2 separate regions of the Gossypium arboreum genome follow, and region 1 is linked to region 2. A link is a contact called in public Hi-C data. All regions are on one chromosome and are shown on one strand. The core of a region is the stretch at or near the end of the contact, and the rest is flanking DNA. Distances in the headings are between cores, read along the strand shown. Region 1 holds the start of LOC108488450 (acyl-coenzyme A oxidase, peroxisomal-like). Region 2 holds the start of LOC108487382 (18.5 kDa class IV heat shock protein).

Evidence for each region. A called contact is a pair of places that touch in the nucleus more often than the background predicts.
Region 1: a Hi-C map of leaf shows a contact between it and region 2, with 3 times the contacts expected there. The contact joins the promoter of LOC108488450 here to the promoter of LOC108487382 in region 2. A contact is called at or near these places in 2 of 5 Hi-C or Micro-C datasets (both in leaf).

Annotation. Positions count from the first base shown.
Region 1 is chr10:16,459,270-16,463,379 of ASM2569848v2, reverse strand. LOC108488450 (acyl-coenzyme A oxidase, peroxisomal-like) reads right to left here and starts at 2,485. Exons shown (of 7, transcript XM_017792729.2): 1 at 1,846-2,485; 2 at 1,565-1,680; 3 at 575-1,455; 4 at 275-454; 5 at 26-192. The coding sequence starts at 2,291.
Region 2 is chr10:16,241,178-16,245,327 of ASM2569848v2, reverse strand. It overlaps LOC108487382 (18.5 kDa class IV heat shock protein), which reads right to left and starts at 1,501. Exons shown (of 1, transcript XM_017791710.1): 1 at 691-1,501. The coding sequence starts at 1,486. The coding sequence ends at 863. It overlaps LOC108487623, which reads right to left. Exons shown (of 7, transcript XM_053020502.1): 7 at 3,438-3,833. The coding sequence ends at 3,773.

The sequences.
Region 1 (4,110 bases), core at 1,236-3,735, 220 kb before region 2:
GAAAATATTAGAGTTGAGGATGTACTTGTGCACAGCTTCGATAAACTTTGCAAGGATGACAGACTCAGTATGAGCCTCTGCAAGCAACAGAAGGTGATTCAGGCACCTATTCCAAGCACCAAAGCTGCCTAGAGTTTTCGAGTGCTTCCGGAGCCGTGCTGCTACACTTTGGAGCAGTCTTGAGGTTCGGTACTAAAAACCAAAATTGGAGAAATCTTATTGTTACAATTTACACTATGAAACGATAATGTACAATAACAAAGATAACACTCACCCTGAAGGCATCCAACTGGAATTTAGGGTCTCGCAAGTGATCAGCACTTTCCCATCGAGCAATTATAGGATTCGGCTGCGACAAGTATGTGTTCATAGATTCTCGCAAGTAGTTCCATGTAACAGAAAGAGAACCACCTTGGAACTTGTCTTTATATTGCTTCAATAGATCAGCAGCTACCTAGATAGATCCCAAGAAGAATTCCCATTAAGTTGTATCAAAAAGCAAATTCAAGGTCTAATGAAGGAAAACTGAAAAAAGACATTGTAAGTTTTCAAGCAAGGTTGATTTGTCTGAAACCTGTTGCATAAGTACTGTGTTGTCTCCTTCAAATGTCTGGAAAATATCGTGATCGTTCCTCAAGCTACCAAACCGGTTGACAGCGGCATATCCATGGCCTCCGCAGGCTTCCCTGCAGGTACTCAATGACTTTGCTGTATATGATGTCACGTAGGCCTTAAGGCCTGCGGAAAGTGCATGTACATCAGCAACGAGTTGTTCATCGTGCATCTTCTTCATCTCCGAATATTTCTGGACCAAATAATGAGTAGCAAAATGAAATGCATACGATGAAGCCAGCATCGGCATGAGCTTGTGCTGTTGTGATTGATAATCTAGAATGCTGACTTCAGGCTGTTCGGGAGGACCAAATTGCTGGCGTAGTAAGGAGTATCGAACAGCGATAGTGACCGAAATCTTGAGGAAGCCAACGGAAGCATATGCAAGGCCGACCCTCCCACCTACAAGTTCACCTAACATGGCAGCGAAACGTTTGTTTATAGTAGGGAGACTACTAGTGTATTTTCCATCTCGAGAAACATCGCCGAATCGATTAAGAAGGTTATCTCGGGGGATTCGAACCGAACGGAATCGCAGTGCTCCATTATCAACTCCATTCAAGCCAACTTTATGGCCACAATCGTGGATTTCGATTCCGGGAAGTGTTTGGAGAGTGTTTAAATCCCTTATTGGGACAATGAAAGCATGGACTCCCATATCGGAAACTTTTTTGGAGTCATGAGTTGGTAAAATGAGTTTAGCGAAAACTGTTGCGAATTTGCCATGAACTGCAGCATTCCCAATCCACCATTTGATGGCTCCATCATTTGGTGTGTCAATGATGAATTCATCTGTAACTGGATCAAATGTTGCCCTGGTTTGAAGACCTTGTACATTTGAGCCTTTCAAAATCCACATAAATTTCACAGTTTAGTTTTTTATACATAAAAAACACCACCATAATTTATAACAAGAAAATCCAGATTGTCATGGTTGAAACAGAGAGCTTACCGTGGTGTAGTTCTGTCATGGCGAAACACCCAGGATAATCCAGATTGTCGATTCCATCAAAATATTTATCCCTATGCTTTTCAGTTCCTAAGTTTAGCACTGAACCTCCCCAAAGACTGCACAATTTTAAGCATTCCAACTCACTACGATTAATCCAAAACCAATAAATTCCTCAAAAAAAAAAAAAACACCATAGATTCCAAAACTTAAAAAATGAATAACTTTCATAAATTTAAATACCCAAACTCCAAAAAGCAACCAAGATTGAATCTTTAATATACCTAAACTGGACGCCAAGTTTGATCCCAAGAGATACATCAATACTCCCAATAGCTTCAGTAATGGCGAAATACTTAGCAGGGTCATCAACAACATATCTAAAAGGCTTGATCTTTGCTTCTCTAACCAACGCAACCAGCTGTCTCATACAAAGCTCCCTATGTTCATTCATTGAAACCCCGACCGGGGTTTGTAAATCGGGCCTTGACTCGAAAAATTCAATGATTTTCTCTTGAATATCCCTGTTTTTCCCTCTCATGTAGGTTGAGAGAGAGACTTTGTCAACCTCCAGTTTATTGGCCGCCTTGGCGCATATTAGCATGTTGAGCTGGGGTGAAGGTTGAGAAGGTGGAAGCGGGGTCAGGTGAAGGGACAGAAGCTGGATACGGCGGCTCGCGGCGGTGATGTACGGATGGGATTCATCCTCCACCGTCTGATTTGGGTTCATGTTTTTACGACACCGGGGGATTATTATTATTTTTTTTTAAGCGGTGGTTTGTCTTCTGAAAATGTGAAGAAAAGGAGGGGACTGAGTAATTCAAACATAAAAGTCATGGTGACATGCCAATTTTTTATTGGAAGAAAGGAAAGTCGTTAAGTTAGCGCGGGGACTTGGGGGAATGGATATAGTGATGACGTGGCAGTTTTTGAGACAGAGTGGGATTTGACCTTTAGAGTTTGTTTTGTCCTGTTTATTCTTATCTTCCCATATACGCAGAATGGATAAACTTGGTTTTTCTCACACATATTTGGTTTATCTATTTTAAAAAATAATACAATTTATGCGATATTAATTTCATCCTTTAAAAATAGTAATTATTTTTTCTGAAAATTATTACGAAATTAAAAATAATTCAAATTTTAGCTTTTTAATATTTATAATTAATTCAGTTATTTATATTAGCTAAACTAGAGAAATATGTATTTTAAAAAATGGAAATAGGCTAAAAACAGCTAGTTTATTTATTATATAAATTCAAGTTAATTTTTCTTTTTACATTCAAATCTCATTTTTTAATTCTCTTAATTTTTAAAGTTTTTAGTTTTCAGTTTTTAAAAGATAATTTTTCTAAAGATGTTGTTCTTTTAATTTTATATTTCGTAACTTATTTGTTTTTAATTGGTTTTTATAATGATAATTCGCTAATTTATTTTGATAGCAAGCACATTTTGTGCATTTAATTACAAATGGTAAGAAAATATTTTTAATTTTTAATTTTAATTAAGTTCATTATTAAGTTGTTAATATAGTTAAATTTATAATTTTTTATGTTTATATAATTAGTCAAGATCGAATTTTAGAGACGTACATCCTCAATTTATTTGCGAGGGCAACGTGTGTAATTGAAGAAGACTTGTAAGAGATGGGATTTTTGCATGTGTCTTATATGCTAAGGGGGTGAAAACTGGATTCCACATTTGTCAACGCACTGGTGGAAAGATAGAGACCCAAGACACACATTCCATCCTTCATGCAATGAGTGTACAATCACACTTGGGGACGTATCGTTATAAATCAATTTATCGGTGGATAGGCCAATCGTAAAGATTGGCGATTTGAACGACATTTGTGATGCACTAGTAGGCAAGGTGTTGGAGAAGTTTTTTGGTAGCCGAATAGAGATGAAATGGTTGGAAGAAATTTTCAAATATTGTAACAACTCCGCAAGTGCCATTGAAAGGCAACAATACCCCCGAGCATTCATCTTGAGGTTAATCGGGGGTATTCTAATGTTCGATAAATCTCAAAACCTAGTACATCTAAGGTGGCTACTACAACTTGTTGACTTGAAAGAAGTGAGGCGACTCAGTTAAGGATCAGTTGTGTTGGCCACACTATACCGAAAGATGTGTTGAGTGACGCAACCATAAAAATTTAAAATCGGTGGTTGTATACTCCTTCTGCAGTCATGAGCATGATACTGGTTACCATTTTTATGTCTTTGAGTCAACACCCTTTATTGATTCCCACTCGTAACAAAGTAAATTTCATTTGATAATATAGTTATCATAATATTTATTCATTATTATATTTTTGAAATAAAATATTATTTAAATAGGTGAAACAATGGGGCAAGTCATGTGGGTATAGCGGGCGAGCTCGAAGACATTTGACTACTATTAGATCAACGATCGAAAGCAAAGATTAATTTTTGAATTTTTTAATTTTATAATATTTATGTAAGGATTTGAAACATAATATTAGATAGATAATGAAATTTATAATTTCATACTATAGTTTAAATTGATGTCATACGCCGATCCAA
Region 2 (4,150 bases), core at 252-2,751:
ACTTAACAAATAAATACCTCTAAAATAATAAAAAATTAACAAATACTTTTAAAATAATAACAAAGTTAACAAGAAAATAAATTTTATACAATATCTAAATAATAACAACATAATAATAAAATAGTAACAAAATAAAAAAATAACATTCAAAAATAAAAAAATATATAAATTTTTATTCTTTAATAAATTCAAGTTAAACCGAGCAGAGCCAAACCCAGGCTAAAAATATTTTACCAAAGACTTATCTGACCCAAGACTCAATTCATTTTTTAAATTTATTTTTTAAATTAGCTTTTCTTTTTTTTATCCAAACTTATTTTTCGGGCCTATATTTTTACTCAAATCTGCCAAATAGCCAGACCCATGAAAACCCCTACCTGGATCCATCCATCCCTGGGTGTCATCATCTTCAGCCCCTTTGGAATTGTTCATCCTTTTACCAGTTCCAACAATTTACCATTTCGAGTTTCGATTTCTTTATCTTAAAAATGAAGTTCCGAAATGGTTTCAACTTGTTCATGTCTATTAACAAAACTTAGATTCTTTCCCCTGAATAATGGAATTTTCTCTTTCACCTCAACATCCTCTACTCATCTAATCTTTAATTTTATCCAAATATCTTCTGACAGGCGGTGATGAATTGAGGTATTGTATCGGCTTGAATTCTGTTCCTAACTTCTTAAACCAAAGTTGAAGCAAAGTACACAACACAAAAGTGCTTTTATTACTACTAAAACTACTGTTCTAGTACAAGAACCTACTTACTCTTTGACATTAAACACATTTTTTCAAGCTTCAAAACACAACAAACACCATAGAGTAGAGCATCACTTGACATTTTGCATTAAAAAAAAAAGTGAAATTACTCTGTGATTTCAACGACCCTAACATTTGGCCTCTCCGGAGCTTGAGTTTGCTTCCCAATAGTGACGATGAGCATCCCATTCTCCATAAAACCTTCAATCTCATCAGTCCTTGCATTGTCGGGCAACTTGAACCTGCTCATGAAGTTACCATTTTCAGTGCTTATCTGAAGCATCCTGTCATCATCGATGAAAACCAGAACTTCATCTCTGGTGACCCCTGGAAGGTAGGCTTTGTAGACATGGGCCCTTGGGGTTTCTACACAATTGAGTTGGGTCCCCAAGGAGGGGAAAATTTCAGAGGAGAAACCAGGGAAATGGGTGGAAAGAAATGAAGGGAAAGGGAAAGGGAAAGAATGGGAGAATGGGTTCAAAACATCCAAGTTGTTGAATGGATCCCATAATTCAAGAGAGAAAGGATCAGTGGGTGTGCCTTGTTGGCCATTGATCGGGACAATTGACATGGTTTCTTTCTGGTGGGTTTGGAGTGAAGGAGTGTGTTGAAAGCTCTTGATTTTGGAAACACAGTAAACAGAGGAAAGAGCAAAGTCTAGTTTAATGCGCTCCAACCTCAATGAGGAAATGAACAAAAAGGAAATCTCCAGCAGGGGCATAATTGACATTTCGTCTTTTCCGGCACTTTCTAGAATGATATGTTGGTATGAGAGTTTGAGGCTTCAACTGAGGTTTAGCCCACTCTAGAGCACTGTATTCTAGGCTTTTCCATTATTTTTACTTTTTAACTATGAAGATTCCATTACAGGTCGAAAGGTTAAAAAAATTCAGAACACATAAAAAGTATAAGGGGTTTTAAGCCCAAGCCCAGTACCCAAGTTGGAGTGGGAGTCTGGTTGGTGAAAGATGTCTGTAACACCTGATCAAATATTAGACCATATGTAAACAACACTTAGTCGTAAAAAAACTGCTACAACAACAAAACAAAAAAATAAGAATAACATTACTAAATTTCAAACAAGCCAAAAACAAACTCATCATTGGACTTCAACCACCAAAAACACTATGAACTGGTGCGTTTTTTCTCATAATCTTCCCGATGGATCTCCGCATAGCCCCAACAAGAAATGCTCTTCGAATCAAGTGTACAGTGTCAAACTTGAGAAAAACGAGCCTCTACTAGCGACCGGTCAAGCCTGAGAAATAAGAGGCTCGGCACAAGCCCCACAGTGGGGGAGTCCATGAAAAATGCAGGTTTACTTACATGAATTAGTTATAATTTCACTTAAAAATTTAGATCATATGTTATTATGAAGAATTAATTTAATACAGAACGTAGTGAAAAGTTATAGAACTAAAATAAAACTTAAAAAATTAATTTTTTTTAAAAAATTGGCTGTTGTCGCAAAATATTATTATAAAGAAGATATGTTGTATTTAGCACCTAAGTTTAACTTTAGTATTCAAGTTGATACCTAAAATTTAGCTTTAATGTTCACTTTGGTACCTAAGTTTTTCTATTTTGATACTTAAAATTTTTTTGTCTTAATTAGGTACCTGAGTTTAGTTTCAATATGTTCAATTTGGTACTTATGTTTGTTTACTATAGCATGTGTTGAAAATTTTTTGGGCCACATAATCTCATTTGGTTTAGATACCAAATTGAATATTGAAACCAAATCCAAGTACCAAATTGAGACAAAAAAACCTCAAATACCAAATTAAATACTAAAATCAAACTTAAGCACTGATTGATATATTAACCCAATAAAAAATTAAAAATTATATTGCATTAACCAGGAAAATATTATTGACATTTTAGGAAAATAATTTCTGGAAAATGATTTACTTTTCTGGAAAAGCTAATATTTTCTGGTGTTTGGATGAAACTGTATAAAATATTTTCTGTTGTTTGGTATATTTCTTAAAAACATTTCATAAAAGTTGTTTTCAATTAAACAAACATGCATTTGAGATTTTCTTATTTTCTCATTGTTTAATTAAATTTATTTTTATCTATAATTTTATATTTTACATCGTTTTGTATATATTAAAAATATTATGTTAAATTGATTCATTACAACGTCATTTTTAATTACATGACTACGATGTCAACAATTGGACTTGATTTTCAAATTTGAAAAGTAAAGGGACAAATTCTTGAAAATAAAAGTACAAAGACTAAATTACAAGTGTACATATATTTTAACCTTTATACTACAAAACATTTATTATTAAAATATTAGTATTGAATATTTTCAATAATATGTGAATAATATTATTTTAAATTATTATTTTAAAATTTATTATTAAAATAAAATTGAAATATTAAATAATTTATTATTTATTATATCACTAAATATAAATAATTAAATATGTATGTTTAATAATATTGAAAAATATAATATTTTAAATATTTTTAAAAAATAAAATTTATTATCAATATAATAATATTAAGCTTGATTTAAGTTAATTTTTATAAAATATAAAATTATCTATAAATGAACTCTTTTCCGGAAAATGACTTACTCTTTTCAAAATAGTAAGTTATTTTTACAGGAAAAAGAGCTTATTTTATCGTAAAACCTTTTCCATGTAAACAAACGAACCCTTACAACCTTACAATGATAAAGAGATGATGAATTACTGAATCACTGGTCATATTTACAGTGGAAAATCAATAATATTGACATTTAGAAAGCTAAACTATAAAGCAGCAGTTCTCAAAACACGAAATCTCAATAAACTTCAAGAAAAGATGCTCAACAAAATAAAGAAGAAGGTACAAAACATGATTGAATCCTATGTTACTCCGACTTTTCACTTTATCTTTTAGGTACTCGTACTATATCCAGACATGAGTACAGGATATGATCATGAAATCTAGAAAAAAGAATTCAACACACTTGTATACCGCACTCACATTTGAACCTGACTGACGTAGATTGAACACATCAATAGTTTGCCGTAACTCTCAGCGTCAGATAAATCAATATCAATGTCCCCAAACATGACCTGAGCCAAAGAAGGAAACAATAAGCCATTGATCGGAAGGGACTCCTCTGATTACTGTTAGTACTAGGAAACCTTATGGTAGGTTTCAAATACCATGTGCTGCATTACTGCCAAAATTCTGACAACAATGGAGCAAACCTACTTCATTGTAAAAATATTAGACTCCGTCAGGTTAAGGGTAGAGGTGTAACCGCAAGTCCAGTGGAGTTCCAACTGTAAGAAGCTCGATCAACTCAGACTTAGAGACATGAAATTCGGTTTGAGCTTGATTGAGTTTTACTCTTAAAGCTCAAGCTCGATTCCAAATAAATATTGAA